Regions from separate parts of the Anas platyrhynchos genome. Here regions 2 and 3 are each linked to region 1. The links are chromatin contacts, called in public Hi-C maps. All regions are on one chromosome and are shown on one strand. The core of a region is the stretch at or near the end of the contact, and the rest is flanking DNA. Distances in the headings are between cores, read along the strand shown.

The links. Hi-C and Micro-C count contacts between places; a contact is called where the count stands out from the background.
Region 2: a Hi-C map of liver shows a contact between it and region 1, with 2.1 times the contacts expected there. The contact joins the promoter of HRAS here to the enhancer-like site in region 1. A contact is called at or near these places in 2 of 8 Hi-C or Micro-C datasets (liver and skeletal muscle).
Region 3: a contact with region 1 is called in a Hi-C map of skeletal muscle, with 1.9 times the contacts expected there. The contact joins the promoter of CFL2 here to the enhancer-like site in region 1. A contact is called at or near these places in 4 of 8 Hi-C or Micro-C datasets (F1 follicle, skeletal muscle and subcutaneous adipose tissue).

Annotation. Positions count from the first base shown.
Region 1 is chr5:46,081,382-46,086,168 of IASCAAS_PekinDuck_T2T, reverse strand. It overlaps LRRC56 (leucine rich repeat containing 56), which reads right to left. Exons shown (of 19, transcript XM_072038934.1): 12 at 4,502-4,699; 13 at 848-1,025. Among named protein-coding and RNA genes, the nearest start is that of RASSF7, 23 kb to the left of the region's middle. Within about 2 kb of position 2,453, at least 2 of the 8 cell types and tissues checked have an H3K27ac peak or open chromatin away from gene starts, as enhancers often do.
Region 2 is chr5:46,014,428-46,019,268 of IASCAAS_PekinDuck_T2T, reverse strand. It overlaps HRAS (HRas proto-oncogene, GTPase), which reads left to right and starts at 2,058. Exons shown (of 6, transcript XM_072038938.1): 1 at 2,058-2,198. LRRC56 (leucine rich repeat containing 56) reads right to left here and starts at 1,887. Exons shown (of 19, transcript XM_072038934.1): 1 at 1,636-1,887.
Region 3 is chr5:45,975,006-45,979,316 of IASCAAS_PekinDuck_T2T, reverse strand. It overlaps CFL2 (cofilin 2), which reads left to right and starts at 2,734. Exons shown (of 4, transcript XM_005017027.5): 1 at 2,734-2,888; 2 at 3,903-4,210. The coding sequence starts at 2,886.

The sequences.
Region 1 (4,787 bases), core at 1,204-3,703:
TAACTACTACTACATCTAATGATTTGGACCTACAGGGATTAAATAAATGACAAACATATGTACTTATTCCAAAACAAACTAAATTTTTAATGGAGTACAGTTGGCAGGCATACCTCAGCCGTGGGGGCTGGGAAGCTAACTGCATTGCCCACACTAATGGGAAGCAACAGGAGCAGTTATAGGAAATACTTTGTAATATTTAATGGAATGTGGTAAAGTGCATGCAGCACGATATGTAAAAGCACAGACATTTGAACTATAACCGAGGCTACAGGCAAAGGGACAACAGATTTATTTTCAAACCATTTACTCTGTCCTAATGAATGTAATGGACTTAATCACAAAGGCAAAGAAAATGGAATAGATGTATTGCAAGACCACACAATCACAGTTGCTAGGATGTTGCTACCATTAAGGCGTGGTGACCAAATTGCCTTTCCTATTATTAAATTGGAGTAGGATATCCTGCTACATCCACACGACATGGGATTGACTGCTACCATAGAAAGGGCTGAGAACAGCTGTTGATGAAACATTTTCCAAGCTTTGCTTCTTCTGATCATGCCGAATGAATGCTAAGCACAGACTCCCAGTTACTGCTGCATTCACTTGATGCTTTACAAGTCGTTTGCATTTCTCTGATCTTAGTGGCCAGCTTTGGACAGCTTTCATTTAAATCTGCACCGTACTGAATCCCAGCTTCCCCACCTCCCAAGTGAAGAAGACAAAGTTCTTTGTCCCTTCTCTATAATTTAGCTTTGGCTCTGAAGAGGCCAGCTTGCTCTCCATCTTTCTTTTTCACACATCATAACCTGAAAAATGAACCTTGATAGGAAATCTGACGTACCCAACCATGAAATGTCTCTGGCTAAACCAGCTTCCTTGATGGATTCCTTGATGATTAGCCAGTCCTCATTCATCTTCTTGGAAGGAGGGATAGCAGTCTGGCTTGCTGGTATTTCATCCAAATACTCCAGGTGGGGAATGAGCTTTTTCACTTCAGCTCTGTAATTATAACCTGGCTCCTGTAGAAATTGAGAAAGTGGTCACTTGAACAGCTCTGACTGTCCTTCAGAAGCATGACGGTGTTCAATTTGTATGACTACTGTATAACCTGAAATACTTCTATGAAGTAAACCTACTTGCCTCATTCAACTAAAATAAATACCATCAGGAGTTTCATTTCACTGTGCTTTCTCCTCACATGATTTCTGATCAAATTGATCATGAACATGTTCTGAGTGCAAACATATTCCTCCTGCCCAAACGCCTCTCTGCCGTTCATGTGTTGATGACTTTGGTCTTTATCTTTGTTACATTATATGCATGCTACAAAAATGAAGGCAGCCACTGATGGGAAAGCCTGGGCATCCTCAGCATTTGTCCAGCCTCTTTGCCTGGTTCTGTGATTCTCTGGTTGTTGCATCAACAGTGAGGTTACAGCAATACTGAAAAAGACAGGTTATGGGTGCAGCTATGCTTGCTGATGGGTAAAGGTATGGTGCACTGAATGAACTACGCTGACTTTCTGGGGCACTCCTCAGGGTACCCATACATGATTTTATACATCATTAGAAGAGATTACTTACTTCTAACCATACTTTCTTCTGCAAGAGGTTGCATGCCAATAGCAGGTGCACAAAAGGCTAAAACAAACTGCTTTGGGGTTGCTTTTCAGTGTGCTGGAAGAACAACACGGTCACACCCAATGCACGTGGGCTCACTGTGACACCTAAAGGGTGAAGCGCAGATGCAGCTCCCTTCTGCTCGTGACATTGAATAAAAATATTCATGAACATGTGACAATGCTTGGGACCTGTAGGCAACAAGATCAATGAAGAACAGCGACAATTGTTCCCAGAGCACATTGTGAACTGGGCTGTTCTGGTGGATGCCGGCAGTGGAAAGGCATCTCCACGTGGCACTTTCTTCTTTGGGAAAACTTAGCAGTACCTCAGGGCAGACTGGGTTGTGATGCTTTGCAATGGAAATACTGCAATGGAAAATTGTCTCAGATTACAAATGGCAACAATGATGGTGATCTCATACATTTCCTACTCAAATAAGCATAAAGCAAGAGCGCATCGCTAGTGGCAGAATATGAATGGGTGGCTTCCCTGAAAGTGATCAGCTACCTATAAAGCAATTGCTTTATTCAAACAAATGTTATGCTTTTCGTGACATTACGAGCAATATTAGAAAACTCCAGACAGCTAAGTCCTCCTTCAACACGGAGCCATTATAAACAGAAATCTTTCAGTGGTAGCTGGATGGCTGTACACTCCCTCCCTCCCTCCCTCCCTCCCTCCCAAAATGCAGCACCAAGGCTGGCAGAGGGAACTCACCAAATAAAGCGTGTAATTGTTGTTGTTAAGAGGCAGACACTGAACTCCTCTAACTGAGCCTTTAATCTTAATTTAGAAAATGAGTCAACCCATCGCCATGTTACCACGTACCACATGTACTCTGAACAGAGCCTGGGCTAGAGCCAATTTATAGCCATGTCCTGTTTGAGAGCAGCATCATGTTACGCTCATGGTACATTACTGCAACAGAGGCTGCAAAATTTATCATCAGGTTGTTGCTTTTGGTTTAGATAACAGAGGAAGATGAGCTCATCTGAAAATCAAATTACAGAGAGCAAACAGGCAGTCTGAAGAAAGAGCAGTAAATCTAGCTGGACCATTCTGTAGATGAGAAGTAAATAAATAGGAGAGCTTTTACAGAGCCGTAGCAAGAGCCACACTACAACAAGGAGATCGAGGAATGAAAATTGGCCATCTAGGGCACACCAAAGTGAGTCTGTATCTACTCTTTTCTATATTTAGGTGACTTTTTTATACCCTGAAGAAATGCAAACAGTGTCGGATGAAACCAAGAAAGTGGCAATGCCCAACAAGATGCGCTAGGCAGTCAGGGACAGAGCCAGCTTTGTAACCACCCGAGAGCAGAGCAGCTTCCCAACATGTGGGAGTCCACAGTTAACTTACACTCTGTAAAACGTACTATTGTGCAGAGTCTCTCATCAAATTCTGGCTGGCATTTGAATGCAACAGATTGCATAGAAGTAGAGGCAACCATTTAGCGCAGGTTAATGCAACAAGGCACACCACAACGTAACGCTCCTCTTTCAGCTCCCATTACATGACAACGTGCTGCAGCAGCTCACAGACTGATTTCCTCAGCTAAACAAATCACAGGCAATATGACATTATGATAACTAAAGCCCTACCTTCTGCTGCTTTTATTGAGGAATGTGATCAAGACAGTAGTTCCATCTCAAAAATACTAACAACTTATGAATCTAAAAAAAATGTGGAGATTTAAAATATGTACCTATCTACTACATGATTGAGTTTTAGTGATAGCACCTCAGTTTTCAAGACTAAGTCCAGGACAAGTCTTGGACACCAAACCCCTCCTTTTCTGAAAATTAATGGTATGGAAACAATTCCTTTGAAATGCACAGGGCAGATATATAACATGGTACGTTGGAGACACAGCCCCAGCTCCTGCTCTGCTTTCCCCTGCATTATCAGCTCTTTATGGTGCCTGTGGGATGTGCCATCCCTAGTGAATGCTGTGCATTACATACCCATGTGTATGCATATGTTCATGACCTTCCAAAAAATCCGGATGAGGGTATATAGCGTGTTGGCTACAAACCATCCTTTGGTATGTATTTGACTGTATGTGACCAAAATGAAGAACAGTCTCTTTTGATCCAGTTTCTCAAATTCTGATTTTCCTCCTGTTACCTTCAGAGTAGATGCCAAGATGTTTGGTTTTATACCCTATGCTATTTTTTCAAAGCAGGGAAAGAGATTAATAAAGCTTTGAGACTGTTCATATAGAACTAGATCTTCCTTACTTTTCTTGTGGAGTATCCTGAAACCCAAAGCAGATCATGTATTACTTGTTTTCATCTCTGTGACACAAATAATCTCATGCTTTTACCAAAATTCCTCTGCAGAACTGATTTTATCACTTCAATATGTATGAGGTGAAATGCTATATTTTTTATCTTCAGGTTTTTATAAAAAGTGTTTTTGATAATTTCATTTTACCATTTTAAGGAAAAGGACAACACGCAATTCCTACAATACAGCTTTTCCCAGTCATTTCAACATCAGCTTCAACTTTTGAGCAGGGTGGTCCTGAAGAACTTGCTGTTGGACAGGGGATCCTCCAGAAGAAATGCAAAAGTCTAAAGAGAGACATCTAATCGAGGCATTATAATTGGCACATCCCCTAAGAAAAACATCAGCTACTCCTTAACCTGTTGTAAAACCCCTACTAACTAGAATGGACCCCTACAGTTTGCGTCCACACCCTACTTGCTCTTCCTTTAAGACTCCTTTTTGCACTGCAAGCTGTGAGAAGAGGTGTTTATTGGCTAAATGATAAACAGCAGGAGTTTGAAAATTGTTCTTGTTTTTTTTTTTGACACTGCTGAACCTCAGCAAAAAATTAATGTAATGTGTACAAACCGTGTTCTCACCTCTGCAGATTCTGCATTTGGCTTCAGACAAATAAGATTACCCTCCACAGTCAGACTCCTCAATTTGCAACAAAGTCCCAAATACTGCATCTGGTTGATGTCCTCAATATTGTTCCCTTCCAGGTCCAAAACCTCAAGGTGATCCAACAAGCTCAGCTGGCTGAGGTCTGAGATGTTGTTATAGGCTATGTAGAGTTCCTTAGCAGAAGTAAACAGAATGCATAAACTCCAGGCTCGCACAAGTAACACTCAAGATTTGCAAAATATTTCAAATACTACATGGCAC
Region 2 (4,841 bases), core at 809-3,308, 67 kb after region 1:
ACAATTTGCATTCCCTAGAAAACTTAAAGTCTTAAAACTCTCTCATGTATCAGTTTGCTTTCTGCCATGACATTACTCATACCCTATGCTCAGGGAGAGATGAGCAAGGAAAACATCCTAGTACAGGAAAAGTACTTGCAGGTGTATTGAGTCTGGTGTAGCTGCAGAAGGAATAAATTAAAATATCATGAAGAGTATGGTGCTGTGGGAAAGCAGAGTTCACCAGATCCTCTGTTTTTCTCAGTACGCTCTCAGACAATGATAAGGAGAGCAGAATGCTATAGTTTTCCTTGCAAACACTTCAAGAAAGTTTCAATTACACAGAAGAAAATATGCATCCAGGAAAATAGACTACCTGAATTTAGCCAGAGCTCAAAAGCTACAGAAAGAACCAGGAAGTAGTCTGCATAATTAGAACACAGCTAGGTGAAAATGTGGATATGGCAAAGTGACAGAAGACACAGGAGAACAACAAAAGCAACCTGACACCACTCATCTACCCTCTGTGCCTGCTGAGAATTGATATACCCTTCAGTTTTTCTTGGTGAAAAATGGTAGAGCTGAGAGCAAAATCTGGATATATTTAAACAAAGATCCTTGTGAAGCTAAAAAAAAAAAAAAACAACAAAAAACAACAAAACAGCTGTTATTTTTTATTTCTTTTATTTCTTGTTTGTTGTCGGGTGTTGTGTTGTGTTTGTTTGTTTGTTTGTTTGTTTTGTTTTGTTTTTTTTAAGGGCAAAAGAGAGATTAGTTCAACTTGGCAATTACCTGGGTGTTTCTAGTACAAAAATCCATAAAATAGATTAACATCCCAAAATTTTGGGGGATAGCCTTGACCTATAGCTGATGTGCAAGCTCAGTTACTATGGAAGCTTGTGGCCTAAGTTTGTCTGTCACAAACTTGTGTTTGTATGTTTGCATGTCATGCTAAGTCTCTTCTTGCAGAGGTTAAAGAGGGAATTACGATTATTTTGGGGGTCATAGCACTTACAAAAATCAGTGATGTACGTTTCCAGGACTGAATTTAGACTGCTGTTTTAACAAGTCATACTAGTATTGATGGGAGAAGCAAGGCTATGAGATAAGGCCTCCCGCTTGCATGCTATATACAGTTTGGTGAAGATGATCACGAAAAAATGAAGGCATCAGAATGACAGAGCAGCTTTTCAACCTCACTGCAGATTCTGTTTTGACAGTATTTCTGTGGCAGTAAGGCTCTTGTGAGATTCTCCCCATCTCATTTTTATTGCACTGTGTGTCAGTAGGCCCAGTATTAGACTAGCCTTCCTTTCCTGTCAAGCAAGGCTTGCAGTGGTTTCTATCTCTGCAGGATTTCTAGAGAGGTGCATATTTCTCTTTGCCCTCCTCAAAGTTTGCCACAAAGGAAAAAAAAAGAGGGTTCTGTCTGTAGATCAGGCTATATCCTAAGCAACTGTAAATCTGTCAGCTTTGCCAAAAGCTGCGTTGGTTTGTAGCAACTCAGGGTCTTATCCCAGTATTTTGCCTTTTTATCAAAACCAACAAGAACAACAACAAAACGGGGGGCAGGGAGACATATTTAAGCTGTATCACGCTCTGTGTCTTCACAAGTTTATGTCATCATCCCTGTGTGATTGTGTGGTTATGACTCACCGATGGATGATTATGCCTCTGTCTTCCAGCAGGCCGCCAACAAAAAATAGTCCTCAGGTATCTTACATCCTGATGTGATCTGGCATTGAGGAATGAGCAAGAGGCAGTTTCAGTCCCGTCTCCTGGTGCTTCTTGGTTCTTGTAGGTCATTGAGAAGCCCAAGAGGCGTGAAACTGAGGCTCACCCATAGCTGTGTCTATTACACTACTTGTTCGGTTTTTGCTCCCTGATCAGTTCTTCTGGGCCACCTAGGTACTGAAAAATACAACCCTGCTTTCAGGGTGCTTCCAAAGGCAAGATTTCTGCACGCCCCAGTACCCTGCCTGCTCACCAGAAAGTGGTGAGACAAGACGAGACAGGCAGGGCAGAGAGGCGGTGCGCTGTGCGTACGTGTGGCTGCCTGTGGAGAAACCCATCACCTTTGTGTTCGCTGCTGCTCCTGCCGTTGGCTTGCTTGGGAGAGATGCCGTGTTCCTGCGAGCTGCGGTCCTTGCTTTCGTGGAGAAGCGAGAGGTCGTTCAGAACCGGGAGGGCTTGTTAGGAGCAAGCAAACAACTCTCAAAGTAAGTCAAAGCTTCACCCTGTTCATTTGGACCCGTCTGTTTGCGTTCTGGCTTTTAGAAAGTGCTCTGGCAGGTTTGCTTGTGCTGGTGCAACACATGGCTACGAGACCTGAAAAAACCTGCACGGCTTCTCGACGGGTGTCCTTAGAACTTGCTTAATCTATTCCAGCTATGAGCTCTGCAGGGCATGAGCTTTCTTTTTATTGTGTGTCAACTGTAGTATCTAGAACAATGGTTTCTAGATCAATTTTCAGATTACTAGATACCTTTCTAATGGAAACAATAAATTGTGGTGATGCGGTTGAAAATTACATCAGAGCGAGCGGTGTTTTTCCAGCGCTAGGAACACAGGCTTCATGCAGCCATATCGCACTGTCCTGCCTCAAAGTGCGATCCTTCTGCATGCTCCCGGCTTGCGAGGTGCTACGATCTGCTGCTCACTTTCCGCAGCAGCAGGGGAATTGCAGTGCCTGACAAAAGCATTAGATAATACAGGTGTGCTGGGACAGGACACAAGCGCTGTGTTGGCACAGCCGGGTGCACAGAAGGGAGCCGTGCCCATCGGGTTTACAAGCTCAGGTTTAACCGTGCTGCTTGTGGCACCCAGGTAGGGTCGGACAGAGCCGCTCAGCACACGCAGACATGACACCCGAGTATTTTATGTTTGCCTAGCGTGTACCTCAGCTGCCTTTGTGCTGACCCAGCTCGTCTACCTGTGCTTTGATGACCTGCCTATGTGGCTCCTGGACAGTTTTGGAGCTCTGTGTTCCCTAGACGTGTCCAGGAGCCATTTAAGCGCCCTGTGTGTCGGGTTTAGCCTTCAGGCTACCAGCTAGGGGCCGGCAGCAGCCCGGCGGCTCCCCCAGCCCTCACCGTGCGGGCTACCCGAGCACACGGGGTGCCGGCAGGCCTCAGGGCGGCTGCCCGTGACCGAGCCCCATCTCCCCCGGCACCGCCACCGCCACCGCCGGGCGGGGGAAACCCGACGGCGGGCGGCGAGGCCGAGGGAAGGGCAACAACGGCTGTGGGGCACTCGCCCCTCACCGGGGCTTTCGCTGGGCGCCGGGGGGGGCTCCCGCAGCCTCCCCCGAGCGATGGCGGAGCCCTGAGGAGGGCCGGCGGGCGTCGTGTGCGGTTCCCCCCCCCGCCGCCCCGGGGCCGCGCCTCAGGGCGGCCTCACAGCGCCACCGCCCCGCTCCCAGTCCTCGGCGGGGGGGGGCGGGCCGGCGGGGCGTGATTGACAGGCGGCGCAGCCCACGGGGAGGGCGGTGGCGGCGGGGGGGACCTATCAGAAGCGCCGGGCGGCGGTGAGTGACAGCTGGGCGGGACTTGCGTGTGCGTTGGGAGGGGGGGAGCTGGGCGTGTGCCGGGGCGCGCTTCGGCTGGGTTCGGCAGGGTTCGGCCGCGCTCGGCTCCGCTCGGCTGGGTTCGGCTGGGTTCGGCGGGGCTCGGCGGGGCTCGGCTCCCCCCGCCCGGCCGCGCATTGTCCGGGCGGCGGCGGCGGAGCGCCCCGGCGCCCGGTGCCAATGCGGGGGGGGCGCTGCGCACCGGGGGCGCCTCCACCACCGCGGTGGAAACTTCACCTCGCCGCCGGCCCGACGCACGGCTGAGGGCTCCCCCCCCCTCCTCCCCGCCCCGGCTGGCTCGGCTCTCGGGGCGTTTTGCGAAGAAAGCCGTCGTTATTCCGCCGCAAACTTCCGCTCCGCGCATCCCTCCGTGGCGCGGAGGAGGGGGGGGCGAGCCGGTGAGTGACCGGGGGGACGGGGAGGGGGGTGGCAGGGACCGGGGGGGGGTGGCGGGGACCCGGAGGGGGTGTGGGCAGCGCCCAGCGGCCGGGCACAGCCGCAGCCACCTGTTAGCGGGGCGGCCGCCCCCGCCCGGTACCGCTGGTGGGGGGTTTGGGGTGTCCCCGGCCCCGGGGGGAGCGGGGGGCACCGAGCCGCAGCCCCACGGTGCCTGCCCGCCCTGTGCCGAGCCCTGGGGGCGGCCCCACAGCAGCACGGCTCGGCCCCCGAGCCCCCTTGCCCGTCCCTTGCCCCCCCTGCCTGTGCCCCTTCCCCTCGCCTGCCCCCTGTCCCCATCCCTTGTCCCCCCGGGCACCCCCCCGGGCACCCCCAGGCGCTGCCCCATGCCATAGGGCCGCATGCAGGTGGTGGGGGTGCAGGTACGTGGGGCAAGGTGCCCCGTGCTATGGGGCCACCGGCACCCCCATTAATCCAAGGGACACCCGGCTCTGCAGGGTGGCAGCCCCGGAGCTCAGCCCGCCTGGTTCCTGGACGTGTGCTGTGGGGCATGCCCATGGACAAAAGAGCCGCTGAGCAACGGGAGAGGACTGGTGAGCTCGGGGGTGATGGCAGAAAGGCTGAAAGCAGCTCGAAGGTCGGTGTGTGTGTGAGGCACAGCTGCGCTGCTTAAATGGCCTGAGTGGTGTCTCGCCAACCTGCGGTGCACAGAGGTGCTCCCGGGCAGCCCTGTAAGGTGCAGGCCGGGTACAAGCCCCGGGTGGCTTTGTTGTGACTTGACCCCGCTTGGGTGGCATCGCTGGGTCGTGCACCTTGGAGGAGGGACTGAGCAGCAGAGAGCCCACGGGGCTTCGTGCTGCCTTAACAGTTACTGGGGGTTAGGCTCTTCTGCAAAGTCTGA
Region 3 (4,311 bases), core at 1,485-3,984, 110 kb after region 1:
GTAAAGCAGACAGAACTGGATCAGGCATCTTTGGGGTTCTGCAGTGGAGCTGGAAGTTCCCCAGGAGCCGGGATACACCTCCACCTTGGCACAGATGGTGGGACAGTGCCACAAGAGGGCAACACTCAGAAATTCAGCAGGCAGGTCAGAGCTGGAGACTGCAAACCTATAAGGAGGGCCTGCCCGAGAGGTGGTGCTTGGAGCTGGGCAGAGGGCAGACCGCTTCTCCTCTCTGTGGTGGATCACACCGTCAGGAGTAGGGCAGCTGGGACTCCGGGTCAGTGCTGGTCAGTCACGTCGCCTCCTGCGGAGCTGGAAGCGCTGCCTGTCGGCTTTCTGCTGGGACAGGAGATCACCAGGAGCCCCACACTCAGGTAGGTCAATGTGGAAGTCCGTGCCGAAGGTGGAGGCAGGCTGGGAGCAAAAGGAGATGTAAAAGCTTGACGCAGCAGCTCTCCTCCTGAAATCATGGACTGCGAGATCGCACCTTCACGTAGCAGCACATCCTTGTTTCCAGGAGCTTAGCTTCCAGCAAGGCCAGCTTCAGGGGAATCGTGGCAGATCTTCAGCATGTCAGCAAGGCATGTCAGCCGTGATCTGAGAGTTAAGGTAGGCAAAACCAGATCCTACTGCTCGCATCTCAAGCAGTTCCTTTGGACTTTGCATTTTCACTTGCTGACTTGGTGCCGGTAGGTTGGTACGGGATAACATCTCACTGGTCATGGCAGGCGGGGTGTCAGCGTTCATGAGTTTGTGATGCATTCTTCACTTGGTAGCCAAATTTCTTGGGTCTGGAAGTGTTATCAGGGTTGCAGTGTCATTAAAGTGAACGTAAGTCTGGAGAAGGAACTGTTAGGTTTGGAGCTATTTAGGAATTTTCTCCGTGTGAGATGCACTTAAGGTGCATTTGCTCTAGAAGTACCTGGGATGTGGTTCCCAGGCACTCCAATATTTTATAGTTTCCCTTATGGCAAGGAGTTTTTTGGCCATTTCAGGTCTGCTTCTGTGGCACGAGCTTAGGCAAGCTGAACACACCCAGGCCCTCTGAAGAGCTGAACAGCATAACAAGCACTTATGATTCATTATTCAGTTTCCATGGCAGTAAAGAAGGAGGGTGAGTCATGCTCAGTTTTGACTTGTCATCCCTGGAGCATCTCCCTGGCTGTGCAGCTCCTTTTCCACCTTTGGCCTTGCTGCCTTGGCAGTGCAGGGAAGGGCCTCTGTGTGGGTGGTGAGGGTGTGCTGCAAGGGCAGGAGGAGAGTAGCTCTGTATTTTACACTTGTCTGTGTGCCTTACACTATTACCTGCACTTGGGACACAGGAGGGCACATGTCACACACTCCAGGGTCACAAGTGCTGTTCTGGGAGTCATTTGCCATACCGAGCAGGGGACGTTCACCTCAGCCTGTGAGAAGCAGGTGCCCAGAAATGGGGCTGAAGAGACATCCTCAGTGGACTTATGTTGGTTGAAGTCAACCATAAACACTTTGTATTTATTTATTTTGGCTTTTAGTGACACAGCAGTTTCTGATTTCTGTCCGAAGTCAGTTCAGGCTGCAAGCAGGGGGAGGAAACATGGACTTTAGCTACGATGGAGGCACAGCAGCAGAGCCAGGGAGGGCTGGGTGCTGCTGGGCAAGGCAGCCAAACTGCCCAGCTCCTCCAGCCTACCTTCAGCAGTGGGGACTGTGACACCTTCCATTGGAAAACCAACCAACCAAACAAAAATAAATAAATATTACCTTAACCAGGCCTAAGACCTAGTCTGAGGAGAGCTTGTTAGTGACGGTCATGGCACTGTACTGGCTGTGTCCTCCTCTATCATAGATGCTATCAGTAGCATCTCTTTTCCTTTACCAAATCTTTCCCAGGAAGCAGAAGCTAAGCTAAACAAAAACTGAAACAAAGGCAAAAGCCTTTAAGTAATGTCTTCACAATGTTTTCAGGGCTTGTCTCGCCTGTGCGTAGAGATCACTTCAAACTCACTACGTGGGTTGTGCATGTAATGAGAATATCCCAGTACATGCCAGCGATGAGGCGGCCCTGCTTGAGCTGGGGGTTGGACCAGATGACCCCCAGAGGTCCTGGAGCCCCCCTTCCATCCTTGACCATTCTGTGATAAAACTGTCTGGAGAGTTACCCAGCTGAGGGTTTGTGCTGTTCATTTATGTAGTAATTTTTCACCTATCCCAATTGTTTAAACACAAAGCAGCACGGATCACATTTGAAGACTGAGCTGTGTGTCATGGACAACTTTCCCAGCTCAGACATGCAGTCCGGGTCCTCATCCCTGGACCCGATGCTGCTGGCGTGTGTGCGGGCAGCGTGAGGAGCCCTGCGGCCCTCCGGTGCTGACTGTAGTCAGCCAGTCAGCCCCAGTCAGTCCCAGTCTGTCCCAGTCAGACCCAACCAGCCAGCCCGGGCAGCGCTGGGTGCCACAGGAGGGGACCCCTCTTTCCTGGAAGCCGCCCCGCTATCAGCCCGCGCTGCCCCCCCGCCCAGCGCTATCAGCCAGGCGGCGGGGCTGCGGCTGGAGGCGATAAGGGGCGAGGCGAGGCGAGGCGATGCCGCCCGCGGTGCCCAGCGCTGTGGGGCCGCCGCCGGCCGCCATGGGGCGGTGCGGGCGGGGCGCTGTGGTGCCGGGGCCCGGGCACGTGGTGGCGGCGCTGCGCATGTGAGGGGCCCTCCCCTCCTTTTCCCTCCCCTTCCCTCCCCTCCCCGGCCGCCGCGGCTCATCCCCGCCCGGCCCAGTCCCCGCCCGCCCGCCCGGCCCCCGGCGCAGCGCCGCGCTCCGCTCCGCTCCCCGCCGCTCCCCTCAGCGGCTCCGCTCCCCGGCGCGCAGCAGCCCCGCAGCGCAGGCAGCAGCCGCCGCCGCCCCGGCGCCATGGTGAGGGCGGGCGGGGAGGGAAGCGGGGACGGGACGGGACGGGACGGGAAGGGACGGGAGGAAGGAGGTCGGGAGGGCGGCCCCGGGGGCGGCGCGGCGCGGCGGGGCGAGGGGCTGAGCAGGCCCGGCGCGGCTCGGCTCGGGCCCCGCGGGCTCCGGCGGCCATTTTAGGCTAATTTTAGCCCGCTGCGGGGGGACGGCGGCGAGGGGGCTCCGGGAGGGGGGCGCCCGCTCGGCCCGGGGGGCTCCGGTGCCGGCCCTGCCTCCCTCCCTCCTCCCTCTCCTTCCTCCGCGCCGCGAACAAAGCGGGGGGAGCGGCCCCGGCCCCCCCCGGGACAAAGCCGGCGCCGCCCGCGGCTGGGGGCTGGGGCTGGGGCTGGGGCTGGGGGCTCGGTGCGGGCTCCGGGGCTCTGCCGGGGCTGGGTGGGGGCGGCAGGAAGGAAGGAGGGCGCCCGGCCGGGCGGGATGGGGCTGGGGAGGCTTTAAAGCGCCGTGTCAGGGCTGACACAATGCAGGAAGCATTTCTGCTGCTGCTGCTGGCGGAGCCTGACAGCGCGCCGCAAAGCCAGGGGCATGACGGCGCGGGGTATGCGCTGCTGCCGGAGCGGCTGTGCCATCGGGGTGGGAAAAACAAACAAAAAACCAACAAAAAAACCACCCCGGCCCCAAGCTGCAAGCCTCCCTGTGCACCTCCCTGCCCCCCCAATGCACGGCCAGGGAGAGGAGGCTGCTGCGGCAGCACGGCTGTACGCCCAGCTCTGTAAAAGCCCAGCTCTGTAAAAGCGCCGTGCAGGATTAAAGTTGAAGATGCCGAGCGTGCAGAATTTGCCTTGCCTTGTATCTTCTGCACTGGTCCCACAGAGATGACTAAACTCGTGGTGTGCCCAGGTTGAGTATAGTGTTTTTATCCTTGCAGGGCGGGTGGGCTTCTTTATCTAGCGCTGTGGGCTGTCGTCTTGCTTAGAGAGTGTTAATTTTTGGTGTTTAAGTTATTCCTTTGATCTCGTTTTACAGGCTTCTGGAGTAACAGTGAACGATGAAGTCATAAAGGTTTTTAATGACATGAAAGTAAGGAAATCTTCAACCCCAGAAGAGATTAAAAAAAGAAAGAAAGCCGTTCTCTTCTGCCTAAGTGATGACAAAAAACAAATAATTGTAGAGGAGTCAAAGCAGATACTGGTTGGTGACATTGGAGATACCGTGGAGGACCCCTACACAGCCTTTGTGAAGTTGCTACCACTGAATGATTGCCGATACGCTTTGTATGATGCCACATATGAGACAAAGGAATCTAAGAAAGAAGACCTGGTATTTATATTCTGGTGTGTAAAAGCAAAGCTCATAGTTAAGATTGAATTTTCGTGACTTAACAATGGGTGATTGAATAACTGTTTTGTTGGTGGTGGGTTTTTTTCTTTTCTCT